Linked DNA regions of Mus musculus: region 1 is linked to region 2. Evidence: chromatin contacts called from public Hi-C data. All regions are on one chromosome and are shown on one strand. Each heading gives the region's core, a stretch centred on a gene start, on an enhancer-like site or on the middle of the called end of the contact. The rest is flanking DNA. Distances are from core to core; before and after follow the strand shown.

Region 1 (6,345 bases), core at 1,466-3,965, 230 kb before region 2:
AGGGAGCCTGACAGACGGAAGCGATTGGGGCTGGCAGGTCTAAATGTATTATTTTAGCAGGTCTCCAAGGAGAGATTCCGGGAGGGGCGCTGGCCTTTTAAAGTGCAGAGGACGATGGGTCTTCTCAGTAGCCCCTCCTGCTTGTCAAGACCATTCAGCCAGCCTGGCAGTGGCAGGGAGCTCTCCTCCCCTCCCCCTTTTCCCTGCAGACCTGGGCTCCCACTTGACAAATGTCATCACTTCTCAGCAAAACCTACTGAGGACATCACAGTAAACCTGCCAGGCCTGGCTCTCTGCTAGGTACTACAGGGCTTCCCAGGTCTTTGATCACACAGAGGATGGAGAGGTCTAGGCTCAGGGAGAGAAAGAGGGACAGAAGCTGGCCAAAGAAGGCACAGACAGGGACTGAGGAGACAACTCAGGGAGTAGCATGCTTGCTCTGCAAGCATGGTGACTTGCCATCCCGAATCCAGGTGATTCCTTGTTGTGTGGGGTCAGACTGTCCCTTGCGGCATCCTCAACAATGTCCTTAGCTTCCACCCAGCAAATGCCCGGAGAACATCCTTTCTCCCCATTCAGTTCTGACAACCAAAACTGTCTATGCATTGCCAAATGTCTCTCAAGTGGTAGCACTGGCCTGACTTAACACCCCCTGCTCACAAGATCACCATTCGGGAGAATAGACCATCCAACCACTAGATGGGGCCATGCTGGGGTTCTATTTAGACAAGGCCTTAGATCCTTTGTTCTAGGGAACTGGGAAGGCAGAGGAGAGAGGGCTGGAAAAGTGTGGTTTTGGGGACTCACGAATAGATATTTGTATTCAGGATGGCAAATATATCCAATGTCCCTATCCCGAATACATCAGAAGTTGGTTTCAGGGGGACCCAGCGTAGGTGATCTATATGATGCCTAGCAAGAGTGCCCCTCACAGAAGTGGAAGCTTGACTTGAATCTAGTCCTTTACGTCCCAAGCACTTGCCAGGCCCCCACAACTTCACTGTCCACACAAACTTCCTGCAGATTGTCCTTATTGCCCTCTCTCGGAGGTGAGAAAACTGAAGGTCAGAGAGGCTAACAAACAGCCCAGGGTTCCATGGCTAACAGGAAACAAAACAGAGTGGCAAACGTAACCACTAACCGCAAACCTGGCACTCTGGTCTACCTAGGGCTCATCTTTTAGAGGCGGGGGGGGGGGGGGGGGGGAGAAACAACTGTGAATTCATGTTCTAAAGCCGCTCAGGGCTCTGGAGTCAGAACTCAAGTCATGGCTCTGCCTTTCTGAGCTGGGTAGTCCCAGGTGAGCTATTCAACTGTCCTTCTCCAGCTCCAAATTCATAATGTGTTTTCAAGGACTGCAAGAGCTAGGTACTTAGATAGCACTTGACATTCAGCAAGTACTCAGTAAATATCACTACTGCTGCCATGGCCACGTAGCAGAGCTGTGTAGTGAGGTCTTGGGGTAACCATTTCCTGCTGGTCTGGACTCTTATGATCAGTGCTCTTCCCAAAAGGGGCTTGTAGGCACTGTGTCTCTGAGTCTGAGGTGTCATGGTTGTTCTAATTCATCCCCAACCTCAGCCAACTGTCACCAGAAAGGCACAGCCTGAGGTCTGTTGATGCTTCACCTTGCCACCTTTAAAGCCCAAGGTAGCAGGAGGCCTGGTTTTTTAGTGAAGGCCAGGCAGACTGTTGGCCCTTGTGGGCAGCCTGTGCTGAGAACCAGGTAGTCCAGGGGTTGTGCTACTCTCTTGGCTACTCATGCATAGCTGTGTCTCTGCTTGGGAATTTCCCACCCAAGTCTCTGAGAGCCGTCACTTGTCTTTTTGCTTCCCCTGTAGTCAGAGCACAGTGACCCCCCCCCCCAAGGGTAGTTATCCACAGTCCATGTTGTGAAGTGTGCCAGTTGAGACAGTGCCCTTGGGCAGTCTTGTAACTTACCTTTAGGGTTGAGTTCTGGTTATAGAGCCTCCAGATCTGTTTCTCTTCTCTTCTCTTCTCTTCTCTTCTCTTCTCTTCTCTTCTCTTCTCTTCTCTCTTTCTTTCTTTCTTCATATATTTTATGGTTATAAATGTTCTGTCTTCATGCACATCAGAAAGGGGAAATCAGATCCCATTACAGATGGCTGGGAGCCACCATATGGTTTCTGGGAATTGAACTCAGGACCTCTGGAAGAGCAGCTGATGCTCTTAACCACTGAGCTACCTTTTCAGCACAGGTCTGGGTTTCTTATTTATGCAGAGGTTGACTGTGAGATTAACTGAAAGTCCTTTATAAAATTCTCTTCTTAAATGGAGTGAATTAGTTTCCTCTGTTGTGTGTGTGTTTGTGTGGGTGTGGGTGCTCGCACACATAAAATGAGGATGTTCGTGTGAGAGGGGAGTCAGTGCTAGAGGCAGGTGGATTTGAGGTTGAATTGTGATACCATGTTGGAGGCACTCAAAGAAACCAGAAATTTCCACATCACCATGGTCTTCCTGTTACCTGCTGTCTCTCCTCCTCTTTGTCTTGGTATAAGCTTCAGGCTTGTGACACCCATCTGGTTGGACCTGGACAGCACCAACCATAGCAGGAGGGTAGTCAGATGGACAGACACTGAGGAGTCACCAGATGGCTTCTGTGAGCTCAGCCCTTTGTGCCCAGGTCTATATCAAACCCCGTGTAGGAAGCTCAGACCTTGAAGGAGGGGACCTCTGCCAATGTCTTGTGGTTAGCCACAATGCTCTGCCCCACAGTAAGACTGTGAGCAGCCTGACTGAAGGCCAGCTGCTCTGAGCACTTCCCACCGTTCTACACCACACTGGAATTAGACAGTAAAGGACACCTGCAGCCCAAAGAAGAGATGATAGCCTCACTAGTCTCTGGACTAGAGAGTCTAGGCATTTGTGTTAGTGTACACACACACACACACACACACACACACACATAACACACACACACATGCTCATGCTTACATGTATATATATATATGTGTGTGTGTGTGTGTGTGTGTGTGTGTGTGTGTGTGTGTGTTTGTGTATATGGAATACTTACATCATGGTATCCAACCTCTTAAAGAAATTTTATTTATGTGTGAGCATGCATGTGTGTGTGTATGTGTGTATGAGGGGGGTATATGCATGATGAGAGCACATGTACATGTAGAGGTTAGAAAGCAAGTTAATGGCATTGGTTCTCACCTTCTACCTTTTCCAATAGGTTCCAGGGACCAAACCCAGGCCATCATGCTTGCAGTGTGAGATGGCAAGTGCCTTCACCTGTTTTAACAATCACCTGGTCCAGGGTCTAGCCCTTGAGCATCACTATAGTAATATCATCTACAAAGGTCATGCTTGAGAACTGCATGACTGAGGTAAAAAAAAATCTCATAATGATTTGAGCTTAGGATTTTGTGTTGGGCTTCATTCAAACCTGTCCTGAACCACACTCTCCATTCTCCATCTGAGGCTCCCAGCTCTGGCTTTGCTATAACCTTTCCAGCCCAGAGTGTAGAGGGATAAGGAACCTGACTGTTCTAGGCAGGAGGGCAGCTGGGCTTTGTCCTAGACTGGTTAATATTCATTGTCAAGTTCTTAAGTTCCTTTGTTGGGTATTTGGCCCCAGTGAACAGAGTTATTTAGTAGTCCTTGAGAGTCACTGATACCGAGGGTGGTCTTTATTCCTCTAGTCTGTTCTCCTGTGTCTGCAGATGTCCAGACAGCCTCTCTTCATCTCTGTGGCACCAAGACCACATAGCTGTCTAACAACGTGTGCGTGTGTGTCGCATGTATGTCATGTGTGTGTGTGTGTTTGTGCGCGTGCATGTGAGAGAGAGAGAGAAAGAGAGAGAGACAGAGACAGAGACAGAGACAGAGACAGAGACAGAGACAGAGACAAAGACAGAGAGAGCACCTGAATACAGCCATGTGTGCTTAAGGATAAATGAGTGTACATATGAGCTTCCAAAGGTGGTTGTGGAACCCTGTGTATGCTTTCATGTTGGAATGTGACTTTATTTGAGCCTCGATATAGCAGCACCATTGGCTCCTATGTTCTTTCTGAAAGTTTGTCTTACTGTGAAGGTAGATGAGGTCCTGGGTTGGCTTTGGGCCTGGGGACTGCAGGCCTGTGAGGACAGTGACAGATGAAGCCCCCCCACCCTGTGCCCATGCTGACAAGCCTACACCCAAGCCAACAGGGCTCTGCCCATTCCTTCCAACTCTTCCTCAGGTTTTCTGTATCTGATGCCACTTTCCCAGTTACTCATACTGAGAGAAGAGCAGCTATCACGGTGGCCTTGTCCTTTCATCTGAGCCTGCAGGTCTATTTTAGTAGACTAGGTAGCTATTGAAAATTTAACTTTAATAGTTGTCTCAGTTTTATTTCTGCTGCTAAGTACCGTGATAAAATACTGTGACAGCAGGCAAGTTAAGGGAGAAGGGTTTTATTTTTGCTTACAATTCCAGGTTGCGGTCCATCATTGCAGGAAAAACTCAGCTTGAGAAAACTCGTCACATCAATCATCAGTCAGGAGCATAGAGAAATGAATTCATGTATGCCTGCTGCTTGCTTGTGCTCAGCTCAGCTTTTCTCTCTTTTACAGTTCAAGAATTCTGCCAAGGGAATGGTGCCACCCTTAGTGGGCTGGTTCTTCCCTTATCAGTTAATTTAATTAAGACAATGATGTTCAGACACCCTCACAGACCAACTTGATCTATATAATCTCTCTTTGAGACTCTCTTAGGTGATTCTAGGTTGCGTTAAGTTGACAGTTAGGGTCAACCAGCCCAATAACATTAAAGACTCCAGTTTCCTAATTCGGATGGACATACTGTGTGTGTGGTTGCTAGTTCCTGTGTTAAACTTTGTGGGCTGGGAACAGCTCCATCACAGCAGGTACCTCTATGGGACAGACTTGCCTCTCACACCTCCCTGACCTTTGGTTGGTGCTCTAAAACCTACAGGATACTAGACTCCCTGAATCTGCTGTGGAAGCCTTCTCCAGGCTCATCCTGGAATTCCCTCCGCCTCCTCCCAGGACGTCCCCAGCCTGCCCTGCTTCATACTGCTGTACTACGGGCCTCTTTGTCTCCTCCAGGAAGGAGCCAGGCCTACTGATTCATTTCTTTCTTATGCACATCTCTTTCTTCTTTCTGGCTGTCCTGGTTCTACTGGAGGTCTGCTTTGTCCTCCCCGAAACCCCCTAGTCACCTGTCATGAAGGCTTTTGCTGCTCCCTCCTCTCCTCTTCCTGCTTTGCTAGAGAGATGCTAATTGCACCTGCAATTACCTAATTGCCATGGCAATTAGCCAGTTGCACTCTATTTTGAAGGTGCGAATGGCAAATTGCAAGCGCGCGCGCGCGCGCGCGCACACACACACACACACACACACACACACAATTTCCACTACCATCCCCCTCCAGAAATTTCCACCCAACTGTGCCCAGAGATCTTAACCTCAGCACCCCAAACCCAGGGGAGAGGCCAGAGATGGTAAGAGCGTAAGTGGGGCATGAAGTTCTTCTAGCAGGTGGGGCGGGCCCCAGTCTATGGGGTTTTCCTGAAGCAATGAACAGCCTCTCCAGCACAGAACAAGGCCAAGCTGGCAGCTTTAATTGTAGTGATTTTCATATTAGTGCTAGTGTTGATGAGAGCCAATCACCCATCAGTGCTCGGCAAGGTCGCTCAAGGTGCTCAGAGGGTAGGAGCCCAACCTGCACACTCCCTAGGCTGCTATAAGCTGGAACCCAAGCCTAGTCCAATAGAGGGCATTTCTAGGGTACAGGGCAGAACTGCAGATTAGAACTGAGGCTGGTTATGTTCAATAGCTGTAGGTAACCTGTGAGCAGCGGTGTAGTGTGCTCTGACAGGTAAATGATGTTGGGTTCCCTGCGTGGGCCTGTGATAGTTAATACTGTCAAGTGAACAGTATCTAGACTCATCTAGGAGACAAGCCTTTGGGCATGCCTATGAGGGATTTTCCTGACTGGATTAAGGAAGGTAGGAAGATCCATCTTAACTGTGGGCAGTTTCTGCCCAAATTCACTGATGCGGGAAGTGTCCCAGACTGAATAAAAAGAGACTAAACTGTGCACGTACATTTGCCTCTCTTTTCCTGACAGTTGGTGCAATGTGACCGGAAGCTTCACATTCTTGCCACCAGTGCTTCTCAGCCATAATGGAGCAAATCCACGAGCTAGGAGCCCAAACAAACCCTCCCTTCCTTAAATCGAGTTTGCTAGGTATTTTGTCAAAGCAGAGACAAGTTGTTAATACAGGGCCCAAGGCTGCCCAGCCTCCTCAAATCCCCTTCCTGTGAGTTGGAGCTGCACTTTCCTAGGGAAATGTGTGGTCTGAAGAGCTG
Region 2 (7,184 bases), core at 332-2,831:
CTGCTGCTAGGGCCTCCGGGTGTGGTTAGGAGTCACACTGAAAGGACTGTGCCGGCCTAGAAACTGCATGACCTCAAAGCTCAAGGAGATGTGAGAGGAAATGAAAGGGCTCAGGACAGAGTACATGGAATCAGAGATGCCACAGCCAGCCAGCTGAAGTACAGTCTCAAGCTGGATGGAGTCTCTTCTACTCAAGCCTCATGGCCCTGCACACACTCGCACACACACGCACACTCGCACACACACACACACACACACGCACACACACGCACACACACACGCACACACACCACACCTGCCTGCACGCACGCAGGTTCCCACTGCAGAACACTCTTAGGCTAGGAACATGGCAGGTGTATGAACTCCCTGTGGGAGGTGCTGGGAAGGAGGATAACATCCTTGCAGGCCTCTTCCCCGCCCCTCCCTCCTTCCCCAGCCTGGTGCATCTCCTTGACTCCTCAGCCTCAGCATCAAAGATTCATCAAAGCTGAGACCCAGCAAAGCGTGTGCTTCACATCTTTAAACGCGCTTCTTCCCAATGAAAAATTCAGTGGAAAAGGCAGGAAATTGAAGGGGGTTCAAAGAGGAATCAGAGAGGGAAGGGAGGCTTCAGAAAGGAACCGGGGGCGGGGGGGGGGGGAGATGAGCAGCTCTCTCTGTTATGGCGGCACTGAAGCCACAGTACATTTACCAAGCATCTGCCTCACTTGAGGCACAGGGCAGGCACACAAGTGGGTCCTTCATATGGCAGCATGGGCGGAGGAGCACCGTGCAATTCTGGGAAAGCCATTCCGAGATCACAGAGACGGTTCTGCAGAAGAAACAGATTGGCTCCTGGGTATGGGGAGTGTAGAGTTCAGGAGGTGTGAGCCTCAAACATTCTAGAGTCTAGATTACTCATGTCCGCACCGGAGTTTAGTGCCTGCCCTTTCTATCACCTGGTAAAGGAGGAACATGCTGTGTGTGTGTGTGTGTGTGTGTGTGTGTGTGTGTGTGTGTGTGTGTATGAGAGAGAGAGAGAGAGAGAGAGAGAGAGAGAGAGAGAGAGAGAGAGAGAGAAATATATATAGACAGACAGACAGAGAAAGAGACAGATACAGAAAGAAATAGGGAGGGACAGAGAGGCTGAGAGACAGAGAGAACTGAGGCATGCATGCATGCACACGCACGCACACGCACACACACACAGAGACGGAGAGACAGAGAGGCAGAACAGAAACTGAGAGAGATCTGGTGTTGTGGGAATCAGAGCAGGGATCATTTCCAGCAGGAAACTGGGGTACCCTTACTAGAGAAGAAAACAGTGTTCCACATAATAGAAGACGAGCAAGCATTCAGGAGAGGAGGCAGGCCACCTGACATATGAACAGAGACCATGCAGCTAAGGTGCCCAGACCTCCTGGCAAAGGGCAATGTATGTCTGGCCTGTAGGGGGAGCTGGCTCCAGGGAACAGGAGGACGACTAGACTCGGATGACGCCATCGAACCACCCCCACCCCAACCCCCATCAAGGAAGGCCATGTGTCTGCAGGGGTTGAGGGAGCTCGGGTGCTTGTTCATCTCAACCCTCAGTGACTTGTCACCTATTATGAGTCATAGCTGCCCTCAAACCTCAGTTTCCTGATCTGCAAATGAAGATACCAGTCAGTCATCTAAAACTTCCTCTTCTGGCTCATTTGATTCTGGCAGCTTGGTTCTGTTGCCCATGTGAGGGAGGGGCAGGAAGCTCAGAACGACAAGATCTAACCATGGCTTCCCCATTCTCCCAAAGGGCACCCCATCACTACCCACAGCCCCCTCATGTCAAACCAGTCTCTGGTTACCAGTATCCTGTGGATGGAGGAGCCTCAGACATATGCCAGGAAGCTGTCCTAGGTCCCAGGCTCCTCCTTTCTCTATGCTGGAACATCATCCACTCTGGCCCTGCAGATGAGCAGGAAATGTCCATGCCTAAGGTAGGCAACCCAAGAGCCCTCACCAACCTGGGGTTGAGCTCAGATTCACAGGCTGCGGACCTCACCCTACTCTCTACTGGCAACGTTCAAGGTCAGACGGAACCTGATGGTAAATTTCCACATCCTGGCCAGACCTAGTGGCCCTTGAGAAGAAACCAGAGCAGAACTTACTTGTGAAATAGCAACTGACACCTAGGTAGAGTTGGCAGGTGTCAGCTGCTATGTGATATACCTACCTCCCACCCCCTACCTCCACCCCCACCCCCACTCTTCTGTGGGAAGCATGCTGACTGCCCAGCTCAGCTCTGGTACAGCACAGCAAAGTGGCTTGTGGCTTGGGCTTTGGGGTCAGAGGTGTGGTTGGGATTGCCAGCTCAACAGTTTGCTAGCTAGATGATGTTAACCTTAAATGGCTTTTCTTGTCTTTGCTGAGCCTCAGTGTTCCCACCTGTAAGACTGGAGTATGACCGTAAAGATCAAATGTGACCATGATCTTACAGAACAGGGTTCTAATAGCCATCAGCTGATAGTAGAATTGTTGCTGAGGCAGCTCAGCAGTTTGTAGCTAACCAACCAAGTGGGCTGGTTCAACTTGACTCCTTGAAGCTGTGTGGCTGGCCCCACCCAGAGTTTCAAAGCTTGATGATTCCACAGTGCCCTCTTCCTGCTTAGTGGGGCCATTACCACCATCAACGCCGTCCTGAAGATAGCAAGCCTTCCATTTCTGCCCTCTGCAGTCCTGGCCCTAGAACATGGCTCCCAAAATACAATACCACAACACTATCAACAGATGGCCCCTCCCTGAAGGTGTTGAGGTTGTCAAGGGTCTCCCTCCTCCCCCCTCCCTCATCTGTCTGTCTCTCTCTGTCTCTGTCTCTCTCTGTCTCTGTGTGTGTATCTGTCTGTCTCTCCCTCTGTCTCTCTGTCTCTCTCTCTTTCACACACACACACACACACACACACACACACACACACACACCAGCTCAACTACCATGTCCAACAACAGTCTTTTCATTTAAAAGAAAATTAAGGGACTCAGGAATATTCATTCCACAAAGACAAACACTAGGACCAGAGTTCAAGCCCCAGGATCCACATGTTAAAAAGCTGGACATAGTGGTTGGCATGACCTTGTAACCCTAGCACCGGGGAAGTGGAAGCAGGCAGTTCTCTGGGGTTGGATGACCAGACAGCTTAGCCTACTTGGTAAGTTCCAGGTCGAGTGAGAGACACTGTCCCAAAACACAAGATAGATAGCACCTAGGAGTCAGTGCTGTCCTCAGACCTCTGTTAGATCCAAAGGAAACTCCAGTTCCTCAACCTTCAAAAGCCAATCCAACTATGCAGAAATGTTCAACCTGAGCTGCATAGGAGGATTTCTGGTGGCTAAATAAAAGCCAGCCTTCCTCGGGAACTTGTGAGGCCACTTCCCATCTGCCAAAGGGACCATTTCTCTTTTCTCTAGCAGTGGGACCTACGGCTCTCCATTGACACACACCTGTGGTTGAAGTACCATAAGTACTTTGTCTACATTTCAAAGTGCCCACTCCAGCCTCCTGGCCCCTCCCTCCCCACAGATGCTCACCCTCCATGTACGGTGCAATTCTCATCATGATCTCTATTCTCTATATCCTGGTCTTCTTCCCTCTCTTGCAGATAGCCCTGGCCACGTTCAGTCTACTTCTTTTTCTCTCTGCTCTGGACTGTTCCAGATGCCTCTGGCTGTTCTCTCACTCATATCTACAGTTAAAACAAACAAACAAACACACAAAACAAACACAAAACAAAAAAACACAAAACAAACCTTTTTCCTTAGCCATACCATGAAGTAGTCACGTCAGCAGTTTCTTTACTGCACCCACTCACCTACAATCTCTGCATGCATGTGCACACTTGTGCATGACCACATACAATTTCTTCTAAAGATCGTGGCGATGTGGGGCTGGGGGAGATGGGGTGGAGAAACAGAAAGAAGATTCCACTTCCCACAAGCTTCCAGGCAGGGGAGGAAGTGGGGAACAGAAGGCTGCCATTCCAACAACTTCATATGCTTTCTGTAAGTTTGATGCAGCAAGCCGCCCAGCTCAGGGGTCAACTGCAAGCTAGGGGTTGGGGGACAGCCATGTGGCTAATCCCAGGTAAGCAGGCAGAGCCCCAGGTAGGTGAGTGTCTCGTGGAGAGTTAAAGGTTCTTTGGAAAGTCAGTTGGATGGTGTTTTGCTGGAGCAAATACATGAGGAATGTTTCACTGAAGCAGACAAAGGAGAGAGGATGTTCTGCTAAAGCAAGCACATGAAAGGACACATGTTGAAAGGTTCTTTGATAACGACATGCATGTATTGGTCCACCTTACATTGCATAGTTGAGCTGCATTTGTCGGGACTCCATAGAGGGACACACCAAAAAAAACTTCTGGTGATGTGCTGCAGTTTCTGCCACTTCCACAGATTTGTGATGTCATCTGAGACAGCTGCACATGCTGAGGTAAGACCCATGGAGGACACGTAACGTCTTGGTGGGTATAAAAAGGACTCAACAACAGTGACAGAGGCTGAGCTGGGCTTGCTAACAGAGCTAGATGTGCAACGCTTGTGAGTTTTGCGTCTTTATTTGCTTCCTTGAGAGAGGCATAGCCAAGAACTTCTCCTGATCTTCCTCCTGGTCCCTCCTGCTGACTTGTGTCGAGGCTGAGGCCTGGCTGTCTCATGCCACTGCTGCTGATTCATTTTTGCTATCCCGACTCTACAGAACTCAACTGCTGGTGTATCCTGGAAGTGTTTTTGAGTGGATCGAGCTGCCGCTGTCTGCTAACCTGTGAACTGAACTGCCAATTTCCAGACAACACAGATGGGAGTTGCTCCAAAGAACCTTTCTAAACAGGTCCACTTTCCCCATATCCTTTCTTTTCTACTACCTTTGGTGGGTGGTGGGCTAGAAGGGAGGTTAAAGTGTTTAAGAACCATTATTAAAAATAGGCGCTTGAAAAAATTAGTTACAATTGTCTCACCAGCCTTAGTTCCAGGCCCAACCCTGCTATGGAAACCTTGTTTGCCTTTGTCATTGCTGTCACTGGTTTGGAGCTCTACCTCCAGCAGTGTGAGAAAGTGTCCTGGTGAAAAGATGGAACGTGATTGATGGATGCTCACTCTACCCCAGCATCTACAAGTGCCTCCAGCTTCCAGATTTCTAGCCTCGCCTTCCCCTTGGTAACCCTGTCCTGCCTTTCCCACAGTAGCAGGGTAGCCGCTGTCTACTGAGATTCCCTCTGCAAGGATCTGTCAGCTTCCCCATGGCACGGTGTACCATGCCCAATAGGAGAAAGATGAGTCTCACGTGTTTCTCACTTCTGGGATTTCCTCTACTGTTGGTCCAGAACGGCACTTCTTAGAGGCTCCTTCCTACCGTGTCATGATCATTCTCAGTACTATTTGTGTTCCACCTCCCTCTGCATCTAGGTCCTGGACACAAGCCAGCATACCCACCCTCTGTCTCACAAGCAATGTGGCGGTGCTTTAATGTTGTCTGGCTGATGGGTTAGGAATGATGTATGTACACTATGCAGATTAATCTGCCTGCCAGCTCACCCACACCCCCCCTCGCCCCCACCATATTAGAAATTTCCGGTCTTGGGGTTAGGAAGATCGCTTAGTCTGTAAAGCACTTACCTTACAAGCACAATAGCCACCCTCAGGACTGTTGTGTAGAAGTTTCTATAGAGTTGAAACATTGTATCCTGAAGAGAGGAACCGGCTTGTTTCTGGCTTACACTTTGATGTTATCAGTGAGAAAAACCAGAGCAAGAGCTTGAGGCCGGAACTGAAGCAGAGGCCATGCTTACAGGCTGGCTCATTCATGGCTTGCTCAGTCTGTGTTTATATACTACCCAGGACTACCTGCCCAGGGTACATACTACCCAGGACTACCTGCCCAGGGTACATACTACCCAGGACTACCTGCCCAGGGTACATACTACCCAGGACTACCTGCCCAGGGTGCATACTACCCAGGACTACCTGCCCAGGGTGCATACTACCCAGGACTACCTGCCCAGGGTACATACTATCCAGGATTACCTGCCCAGGGTATATACTACCCAGGATTACCTGCCCAGGGTATATACTACCCAGGATTACCTGCCCAGGGTTGATATCACCTCCAGTGCTATGGTCCTTCCCACTGCAATCACTGATAAAGACAATGTCCTCCACAGAACTGCCCACGGGCCAGTCTGATGGAGTCAGTTTCTCAGTTGACGTTCCCTCTGCTCTGATGACCCTAGCTAGCTAGCTACCATGACCTGTGTGTCTAGACCTTGGCCTGATTAGGGTAAGGCTTCAATCCCTCTTCCACATTCACTCAGCACTCCCCCCACCCCCACACCTAGCACATGTGTCAAGTTGACAAAACATATCTGTCCCATGTTTTACTCCACCTGCTCTAAGTATGATTTTCATCACCAAGTATTCTGGGCTCTATGCCTACCCCCAACTCAGAGTGTAGCCCAGCTCATCTCAAAACCTCCTGCCTCCCACATCACGTGGTCCCTGCAGGCCTTCTACTCCCCCCAAGACAGAAGGAGGGAAAGCCACAGGTCTGCAGATCTTCAGTGTCAACCTAATTAGATTGAGTGGTGCCTAAGAGGTATGCAAAGTGTACTTTTGGGTGTATCTGGGGCAGTGTTCCCAGAGACATTTGACGTAGTAACAGAGACAAAGACTAAATGTGAGCAGTACCATTCAATGGGCTGGCAGCCCTGGTGGGATCAAAATGGGAGGAGGAAGCCAGCCAAGCAAGGTCTATTGCTGCCTCCTTCAGCCGTGGATATTGTACACCCTCACACAGGAGTACCCCCACACATGTAAACACGGATACGATCCCATGCATACCACACACAAACACACACTTGAGGGAATGAAGATAAAGAAACCAAGGCTTTAAAAGTTGGTAATTTACCCCCATCACCAATTAATAAGCAAAGTCTATTCTATACACTGGCTGGTTCTCTGACCTTTTCTGCCAACGTCGTCATGGGAACAACTCATAGGCTGACTATGACCTGGAACGACCCTGACCTTCTCACACTTCGGGAGACCAGTGATTTCTCAACACAGCTTGTGTCACATTAAAAAGGTTCCCCCAGATTAGGGATTGGCTTGAGTGGGTTGGTTCCCAGTGTCATGGCTGCTTTCCTGCTGCTTATATATGTGTATGGTGTGTCGCCAACTGCTCA

The links. A called contact is a pair of places that touch in the nucleus more often than the background predicts.
Region 1: a contact with region 2 is called in a Hi-C map of B cells, with 2.4 times the contacts expected there. The contact joins two enhancer-like sites. A contact is called at or near these places in 1 of 15 datasets of contacts at CTCF or cohesin (CD8 T cells), 6 of 484 Hi-C or Micro-C datasets (B cells, bone marrow-derived macrophages, cerebral cortex and 3 more) and 1 of 115 datasets of contacts at active chromatin or transcription factors (CD8 T cells).

Annotation. Positions count from the first base shown.
Region 1 is chr9:61,221,536-61,227,880 of GRCm38.p6, reverse strand. No RefSeq gene overlaps it. Among named protein-coding and RNA genes, the nearest start is that of Gm34105, 18 kb to the right of the region's middle. Within about 2 kb of position 2,715, at least 45 of the 459 cell types and tissues checked have an H3K27ac peak or open chromatin away from gene starts, as enhancers often do. A contact at or near this core is called in B cells and pre-pro-B cells, where this site is marked.
Region 2 is chr9:60,993,693-61,000,876 of GRCm38.p6, reverse strand. It overlaps Gm51680 (a long non-coding RNA gene), which reads left to right. Exons shown (of 3, transcript XR_003948176.1): 2 at 4,703-4,834. Among named protein-coding and RNA genes, the nearest start is that of Gm5122, 20 kb to the left of the region's middle. Within about 2 kb of position 1,581, at least 126 of the 459 cell types and tissues checked have an H3K27ac peak or open chromatin away from gene starts, as enhancers often do. A contact at or near this core is called in B cells and pre-pro-B cells, where this site is marked.